2 separate regions of the Oryza sativa genome follow, and region 2 is linked to region 1. Evidence: chromatin contacts called from public HiCAR-type data. All regions are on one chromosome and are shown on one strand. Each heading gives the region's core, a stretch centred on a gene start, on an enhancer-like site or on the middle of the called end of the contact. The rest is flanking DNA. Distances are from core to core; before and after follow the strand shown.

Region 1 (4,905 bases), core at 1,643-4,142:
ACGCACCGTTTAGCAGTTTCAAAAGCGTGCCACGAGAATCTAAAATTTCATCCAGCAATTGTTGGGCATTCCAACGCAACCTAACAATAGCAGACTTGGTGAGGTACTTTCATTAGCCAATAACTGTAATTGTCCTAGAGGGGCATGTCGCCGGCGAGCTTGACCTGCAACTGCTCGGCGAGGTCGTGGAACTCGCCGGGGATATATACCACGGCGAGGTCGTGGAACTCGCCGGGGATATATACCATCTCAATTTGTGCGGGGAGCTGGAGAAGGAGGTCGGACGCCACCGGGCTTGGCCCTGCTTCTTCCATGCTGCCCCCTCAAACCTCCACAGTGAGCGACGGGGAGCTCGGGGTCCTGTGGTTGCGGTCTCTTCTCCCTCTCAACCAGTGGCCGCAGTAGCCTGGTGTCCGGACTATATTCGCACTGGTTTTTAAAGTTAGGCGAAGCGTTATGAGTTGAGTTGAGGGATACAATTTGATTAGGGATAAGAGATGGGAAAGATAAAATAGACTTATTCCTCTGCTTTATGCATAACATAGACCTTTTCTTAGCCGGAATAAGTTCACTCTAGTTCCCTCATTTTAACGCGGAGTTTGAATCACGTAATTTAACCGCAATACCAGATATAACATATCCCTTAACTTACAAAATCGATATGCTCGAGGCCTCAAGTCGGTATAGCGCTTAGTTTTGACTTATATGATGAGTGGGATCTACAAGTGCCTCCCATGTCAATGACCATCTACTCGTTCGACGTCGAGGAGATCGTCGTCGACGCACTACCAAGGCTGGAGGTGATCGAGTTCGGTTTCTGGTGAAGCTCCGCACTTCCGCATCGTGGCATGGTCCCACGGAGCGGCGTCCTTCCTGCCAGAGACCAAGAACATGCCCATAGAGGAGATTTGTTTGGAAGGTGCGCTGGTACTAGGCAGATCCATCCACGATGAGGGTGTGCACGTAGGCACCGTCGTTGAGATGCTCGTCGCCGCCAGCCACAACGGCAAGGTTGATCCGGCCAATCTCTCCAACTGATGACCTCAGACTACTCCAAATGAACGAGAAAAAACGACGATAGTTGCAATGTGAACAAGCTAGGATTGCACGACAAAAATGGTACTACTCCAATCGAACTGATACGTTCCCTCGGATCTTCGTACACGATCCACAACTCCTGGATGTCAATGTAGTACAACCACATGATCTTCCCACCTACTACTACTAGATTTATTTTTTATAGAACGGGGGAAGTATGCTGAACACAGCAGCATCCCACCACAGCCACCACTCTCTCCTGTATTCTCCCTCTTCCAATTGATTTCATGTATTCTCTCTAATTCTCTCTCTCCTGAATATCAATTAATTTGATTAGTTACAAGCAAATACCCATATCTGAAATTAAGGGGGCTTATTGTGATCTATAAGTGGGTTTTGCAGGTTAGCCACTTACACCCCTATCTGAAATATATTTTTTCCTGATAAATTGAAATATGTTCTCAGTTATATGATTATAGTTGACTTTTTGTCTAAATTGTATATTTGTCAACATAAACGTTTTACTATCTCATCTCATGGCAACGACTAATCAAAGAGGCTCACCTGGCCATCTCTGAATAACGAAACATAAAGTTGTTGGAATACCAACAACAATGCATATAGCAATTAAGCTCTTAATCTTCTACTAAAGCTATTTTATCTCAGCATTCGATCCTTTGTATACTCTTTCATTCACTGGGAATGCTATTCCTGATTCATCGATATGCTCATTTAGCGGACCGGCAGCGCTTGGCAGTCTTGCCATGCATCCAGTTGATGTATCTGCACATATGAGTCAGTAACATATGAGTTTTTTTTTATCGCTGACAGGGTAAATATTATCTGCACATATGAGTCAGTAACATATGAGTTTTTTTTATCGCTGACAGGGTGAATATTATCTGCACATATGAGTCAGTAATATATGAGTTTTTTTTATCGCTGACAGGGTAAATACATATACGTGTTACATATGTGAGTCATGGCCCATCACAGATGAGGGGTTATGTTATTATGTGTTGGTCTTATTTTGTGGACTAATGTAAACTTAAATTGAAATTGGGTTTGTTGGATCTTCAGCATAGCAAAGTTATGAACCGAAGCCCAAGAAAAATGGCTGATGGAATGTGACAGAATGAGAAAGCAATTGTTGTCTTGGATGGTTGTGAGAGTAGAGATCACAAATTGATTTGTGAGGGCAGCCTCTCTCCAGGGTCTCAGTGGTTCTACATGGACCAACATCATATCCTCTACTGGATTAGGTATGAACTGTGAACCAGCAACTTCACTCTCCTCTCTCTCTCTCAACTGCACAAATAGTCTATGCACTTTACATTTGCAAGGTTCCACATAAGAAAAGTGCAGGATCCCAATAATGTAAATCTAGAAATTTGGTTTACATGGAAAGAAGAGAGAGAGAGAGAGATTGAACATTAACAATCACACACCAATAATTTATCTGCATTTTTAAGTAAAAAATCATAACAAAAGCGCTAACGTTTTCTCCTCAACAGGCCAAAATGTTCTAATGTTTCGCTGATTAAAATAAAGTGAAACCACCAAACTTTTCAAATGACGATTTAGCTAAGCAAAAGTCACCAATTATCAGAGAGATCATAGGAGGGTTTTTTTTTTAAGATGTGGAGTAGTTGGAATAAATTACTACAACATCTTATTTTATTTTATTTTTGGTTGGTGAGCGAGCGAGCCCATCCCTTCCCTTCTGCATCGTACGGCCAGGATCTCTCGACAGGAAAAACCCTATCTGCTCGGGCCCCACCCGGCAGCCGCTTCCCATTTCGCTTCCCCTTCCACCTTCTCCTCCTCCTCTCTCTCCTCTTCTCCTCTTTCTTGGAGCAAAAGAAGAAAAAAAAATAAATCCAATAACACCACAAGGAGCCCGAAGCGAGGAGAGAGAGAGAGATGGCGCTCGCAATCCTGGCGAGGAGGCGGGCGGCGGAGGCGCTGCTGCGGCGGCCGCTGGGGGCGGCGGGGGTGTCGGCGCTGAGGGCGTCGTACGCGGCGGTGGCGGGGGAGGAGAGCGACGTGGTGGTGGTGGGCGGCGGGCCGGGAGGGTACGTGGCGGCGATCAAGGCGGCGCAGCTGGGGCTCAAGACCACCTGCATCGAGAAGAGGGGCACCCTCGGCGGGACATGCCTCAACGTCGGCTGCATCCCCTCCAAGGTGACCACGACGATGCTCTCCCCCTCGTCCCTCCCCCTCTTTTTCGATCTCCTCTCTACTGTCTTGCGGGTTCGGTTGAGGTGGATGCGATTTTAGATCTACGTTTTCCAACCTTATTATTTCGGGTTGATTGATGGTATCTGCTGGTAGGGCGAGTTGTTGCGATGCGCGTTGAATTGAAATTCTGGTCGTGCGGAGGATACGCGTAATTTCGAGGAGCATTTTGCGCTGTGTGGTTAGATTTGAGTTCCCTTGTTAATATTTTGGCATGAATGGTCTGCATATGTGTGACATCTGATGTAATTTGGTGTTTCAAATTTACTGTCAAGCATTTGAATTATAGAGGAGTAATGCCTTTTGTGCAATATGCTGCATAATTGTAGTCTTTTGGATTCTTAATCTTGTACCCGTCCATTTGAAAATTCCTGGAAGACACCTTTCCTAGAGTGTTGTTAAAATTCTGCCAACTCGATGGTTGGGTGGTTGCCATCCATCTAATAAACAAAATAATCCTAAATTGATGGCACAGCATCGTCCTAATCTGATAAACAAAATAATCTTAAATTGGTTAACTGGTGTAAACCAATAGGATTAACACAACTGATGTGTTATGGCTCAACAGATCGTTACTAATCAACAGGTGCTGCATATTTCGTTTTCATATGGTGGCACGAGTCCTTACTGTATTTGAACTTTTCTTCTTGGCATCATTTTGGACTTTGTTTGATGCCGTGGGCTATTTTGAACTGCAGTTTGGTTGCCCCGAGGTGTCATTATCATGATACTTTGTACCGTAGTTATATTGCATCCAGTTAACAGTTAGTTTCTTAATTGTCCTTTTTCTTGAGACTTGTTTCTTTACTGTTTTATGCTATGCGTGAGACTATCCCTTGCACACATATTATGCTATACGTAACTAACTTTTGAGCTTTTAACAGTTCTGCGCCTTTGACCTTTTCTACCATGTCTATGAGAGTTTGCACTTGGTTAAATTCCTATTCACTTAGATAACTATTATTTGTTTGTTTGCAATGAATCCAAGTGGATCTAAGTTCACCTGTATTACATTGCAGTATAGTGTTATCAGATAAGTTCTTTTGGCACCAGAATACTGTTCCTGTGCTAAAAGTTGTTGATCTCTCACTTTCTGTGTGATCAGGAACTAAGCAAACTTATCCCATCCTCCATATAGTTCCATTATTTGGTTTGGGCTCTTTCAATGCTTTTCTTTGGTTCATTATGAAAGTAGATGCTTGTTTTATTTTTATACATACGTGCTGAGCATCTTCATGTGGGACTAAACATCTTGCTTCTTATAGCTCGATATAAGAGTTATGCTGTCCTTGGAGTCTTGGACCATTCTCCATGTAGAGGAATATTTTCTTTTCTGGATATAAGATGAACACTTCTATCAAAGATCTAAACTAATCACTATAGTTATTTTATATGCTTTACTGCAGATACATAAGTACATAACTATTCGCATTGGTGACCTGTCTCGATAGATGTGCTTTTTTGGGAACACTTCTAACTTACACCCATGCTTCTAATCTCCAGGCTCTGTTGCACTCATCTCATATGTACCATGAAGCAAAAAGTTCCTTTGCACACCATGGAGTGAAATTTTCCAATCTGGAGGTAGACCTCCCAGCTATGATGGCACAGAAAGACAAGGCTGTGGCA
Region 2 (4,905 bases), core at 823-3,322, 260 kb before region 1:
CAATCTCAGCTTCATCTATCAATTCAAAAGATCTCGATTGAGCCAGATTGCCAGTAAACTGAACCTCGAGAGCTCAAAATCATACAAATTTGCCACAAGTTGCATTGATCAGTTTGACATCTAATTTGTCTCAACCGTCGTCATTATTTCCCGGGGCCAACGAAAATGACGTTTGAACATTACAATCTTTCTCTTCATAACAATGATGTGCAGCCATTTGCGTCTGCAATTTTCGATAATCTCTCTTCATAACAAGGTACAGTTTTTTTTAAAAAAAACAAGCTTGGTTTGTACAAATTGCATAGCCATTTGCATGCTTTTTTTTTTTGAAAGAAGTTTGGTTTGTACAAATTTTATTTTGTCGTTGGCTGTGTGGCTGTGGCGGTGCCCAGCCAACTCAACAGAAACGGCATCAAGTGTTGCGAACAAGACAATCACTGCTGAGCATTGTGAAGGGCATTATTTTTGCTCCAATTTGTGCAATCGATGTCATTTCGCGACAATAGCAATCATGTGAAAAGCGACCAGAATCCAGGATCCTTCTTGGTGGCATGTAAAGTAGTAGCATAAACTGGTAAGATTTTGCCTACAATTTGCCGAGATAGCCGGCTGGATTTTAGCCTTCTCCTGTCCTGGCCCATGATCTAGCCAATTTGCAGATTGCTCCTACTGGTCTCAAAGCAAATAGGTGCTACATTTCCCTTTTGGCAAACCAGCCTATAATAAATATTATGATTTCTGAATAGATTTTTTTTAACAAAAGGCAAGAGTTCTGCCTTAGTTTACCTCCGTCCCATAATAATTGCATTTCTAAAAAATAGAGATAGATTGATAACAAACATAATTTACCACAGTAATCCTATTTAATAACTGCACTGCATGCGCATATTCCATACCTATACTTATATAAGGAAGGTTGAGGCACACATTTCATTTGTAAACTTAATTAAAAGGAAGGTTGAGGGTACACATTCCATTTGTTGGGTCCCATCTTATCACAAATATAATTTTTCGGGAAAAAAATAGAATGGTAGAAATGCAATTATTATGGGATGGAGGTATTATTCAGATAGGAGAGGGAAACAATTCTAAATGAAATTTAGTTTGGCAACGAATTGAAGCGTAGGGAGTGGGGATGGAGTGCCAAGAAGAGATGACATGTGTGGAGAACAAGCTAGAGAATTGGTGCGGGTGTATCCCAATAAGTGAGCCAATCCGTGAACTCACTTATATCGCTTGTAGAAATGATTTTGCATGCTAGCCCACCTACAACCCTATTGGCGTGCCTCATTGGCAATGGTGACGAGGGATCGTGGCATTCAGGGGCGGAAGTAGTGGCGACCAAATGGGGATTGATTCAGTTAGAGGGGATGAAAAAGTCGATGAAGATGACAAAGGAATTTCAACATGATGACCTTAAATTCGACTAATATGAAAAGAAACACTCAAATCTTTTTTAGACAATACTTAATATTGGCTTGTGATTCATACTAAAGATTTGAGAGACCGACAAAATGGAACACATGTTGCTCATGACTGAACTTAATTATAGTCTCACGAAGGAAAATGTCAAAAAGGATTATTATCATGTGAGGTTAGTTGGTGGCATATTGGCAAAAGTCTGTTAAAATTCAAACTTGAAGATTCTTTGTTCTCAGAAAATCAATAAATATAAATGGGCTATGTTAGAACTTAATTGCATTTCAGTGAATCCGTGAATGATAAATACATGCTTAAATAGTGTTCGAACTGCTTTAGCTATGTATTTGTCTTTTTTTTAATCATGCAACTGAGTTAATATCAAAATATTGAAAAGATATATACCATATTCTCCAACGCAAGTGCTAAACCTTTTTCTTTTGAGAATTTTTATAAACTTATCTTCTCTGTGGACACTGGAAAGTGCAAATTTACAGTGGGGTAAACATTTTTTTAACTGCACTATCAGCTGATCGGTCAAGGACTTTTTACAAGCACAATACTGATTTTCTTTTTTGAAGGGAACAATACTGATTTTCTTACTTGCACATAAGAAAAGTATCTCAATTGCCACACATACCAGCAAATGACAACTTGCTATATATGTTCAAATGCTGCAATATCTCTTCCCCCCTCCAAACACTGAGCTGGTAGTGGACACAGAGAGTTCTGCACTCTCTTTCACTGAGGAGAGCAGAACAGAACAAGAGGAGGAGAACAAAAAAAAAAAAGAGAAAAATCCTATGGCCTCTTGTGCATCACCAAGGCTCAAATCCCTGTGCCACCATCCACTCTTCATCATCTTGCTTGCTCTCTCATTGCTGCAGACAATCACAGCAGAGGATGAGCAGGAGGCTGATAGGGTTGCCTTCCTCCCTGGGCAGCCAAGGAGCCCACAGATGTCTCAGTTCTCAGGCTACATCACTGTGAACAGCCAGAATGGCAGGGCACTCTTCTACTGGTTCTTTGAGGCTCAGGCACTGCCTTCCAAGAAGCCTCTCCTGCTCTGGCTTAATGGAGGTTGTTGTCATTTGTGCATTGAGCATATGCATTTCTTTGCTTGATGGATTGTTCATTCATATTGATCAGTAGCAAGCAAACAAGTATTAGTTGTACTTTGATTTGTCTGCAGCTATATATGTTTATTCACCTGATGTGTGATGGTTTAGTTCGTCCTTTCTAAGTAGTCATAGAATATTTACCCTGTCATTTTTGTATGTGTGTTTCTTTCACTGTTTCTTGTTTTGTATCGCCATTCAACTGAATTTCCATATTCAGGTCCTGGTTGCTCATCTGTGGGCTATGGAGCAGCTTCTGAATTGGGTCCTCTCATGGTCAATGGAAATGGAACAGGTTTGGAATTCAACAAGTTTGCATGGAATAACGGTACGATATTATTGTTCATCTTTTACCGCTCGTATCATGTTGCACTCCGAAGTCACGTCATGTGTAAAGTTGCTACCGGTCAATGTGGGACTAACAGAATTAATCTGCAATTGTTCCTCTCCATGTTTCAGAGGCCAATTTGTTGTTCTTGGAATCTCCTGTTGGAGTCGGCTTCTCCTACACAAATACCTCGTCTGACCTAGAGAGCATCGATGACCGTTTTGTCGGTATTTATCTAGTCTCAGGATCTTCAACTTACCTCCCTTAAAGTCTGAAAAATTTGTGTTATTGTGCTCATTAACTGTATTTTTCGAGCGGCGCAGCTGAGGACACCTACAATTTCTTGGTGAATTGGTTCAAGAGGTTTCCTCAGTACAAAAACCATGACTTCTACATCTCTGGAGAGAGCTATGCAGGTATTGTGCAGACAGCTCCCTTTCTTCCAACAAAAATATAGAAAAGTTGAATAAGCCCACAAGAAAAAGAAAAAGATACCGGATTTTCACCTTTTGTTAATTAATGAGTAGTGTAAGCATGCAAAACAGGAATAAATCCACCATCTTTCCACTCCTCAATATTCTCTAGTCAAAAGGTTTAGCCTAGAATACATGTAGTCATCCAGATCCTATTCCCTGAAGTCTTCAGTCCACACCAATACATGGATCCCACTATACCACCTTTATTAGGTCCTGAACAAGTTGATGTTTGTTATTCTGTTGAAAAATACAGCTATCTTTTGTTAGGGTTGGAATACTCATTTTTTGTTTGCTTCTGTCACTAAACCCAAAACAGTCCTATCAAGGGTCAAAGGAGAGAGTGGCTTATTCAACAAACTATATGGTCAAAAGTACTCAGATTTAAACATTGGTGGCCATCTAGTGGACACACGTATCAGGGCATATGCTGCAAACCACATCATCCAATGTGTTTCACAACATGCAAACATAACCTTGAATAATAAGACAGTTACCAACTTTTTATTTTGTGGGGAAAGACACTTACCAACTTTGATGCAACAGGGCACTATGTTCCTCAGCTTGCTGATGTAGTGTATGAGCGCAACAAGCATGTTGAAACAAACCAGCATATCAATTTGAAAGGATTTATTGTAAGTACCTTATGAAACTGATCAAATTTTCTTTTGGCATCAGATTTCTGCTGAAAGAATGTTATATTGGAAATTAGCTTGAGACCTTATATGTGAGTGCTATTTCCTCGAACATGTTTATGAATGATTGTGTATTTGTGGGCTTTGCTGGATCTCTGTTTATTGAGTTGTTCTAGTTTGAAACGCTGACAAGCAATTCTTTTATCTTATAATACTTTCATTTCCTCATTCATACCATTCAATTTAAGCATATTATGCATTCAGTATGCTCTCCCAAAACAAACTGTCAATGATCCAATCACAAATGCCAACAATATTTTGCAGGTTGGCAATGCAGAGACTGATGATTACTATGACTACAAGGGACTAGTTGAGTTCGCTTGGAGTCACTCAGTGATCTCAGATCAACTCTATAAGCATGTCAACAATGTTTGCGACTTCAGGTTATCACCCCGTAGCAATGAGTGTAACCATGTAATGGGATACATATATGATCAGTACGATATGATCGATATTTTCAATGTGTATGCACCTAAGTGCAACACTGATGACTCATCCCTCTTTTCCACCTCCTACAGTACAGCTGATATGAATGCTAAGGTAACTGTAATGCTTAACAACTAGTATTTGTACTGTAGCAAATATGAAAACAGAATGAACTGAAGATAATTGAATGCAAATTTCAGAAGAGGCTTAAAGGCACGAGGATGTACTCAGGGTATGATCCGTGCTATTCGTCACATATCGAAGATTACATGAACAAGATGGATGTGCAGAAATCACTTCATGCGAATACGAGTGGATTGATCAAGGACAGAAAATGGAGTATCTGCAGGTCATATATGCATGAGCTTCCTTGTGAATTTCTGATTGATCAGATATACTAAATGGATAGAAGAAATGACATCCTCCATACATTTGCAGTTATTCAA

What was found. HiCAR-type assays count read pairs that join an accessible place to other places.
Region 2: a contact with region 1 is called in a HiCAR-type map of leaf, with 2.5 times the contacts expected there. The contact joins the promoter of LOC4326840 here to the promoter of LOC4326980 in region 1. A contact is called at or near these places in 2 of 15 Hi-C or Micro-C datasets (leaf and seedling) and 1 of 4 datasets of contacts at active chromatin or transcription factors (leaf).

What each region holds. Positions count from the first base shown.
Region 1 is chr1:12,699,845-12,704,749 of ASM3414082v1, reverse strand. It overlaps LOC4326980 (dihydrolipoyl dehydrogenase 1, mitochondrial), which reads left to right and starts at 2,892. Exons shown (of 2, transcript XM_015755531.3): 1 at 2,892-3,222; 2 at 4,780-4,905. The coding sequence starts at 2,962.
Region 2 is chr1:12,959,976-12,964,880 of ASM3414082v1, reverse strand. It overlaps LOC4326840 (serine carboxypeptidase-like 26), which reads left to right and starts at 2,072. Exons shown (of 10, transcript XM_015766669.3): 1 at 2,072-2,499; 2 at 2,758-2,865; 3 at 2,997-3,092; 4 at 3,189-3,281; 5 at 3,885-3,973; 6 at 4,298-4,573; 7 at 4,663-4,808; 8 at 4,898-4,905. The coding sequence starts at 2,091.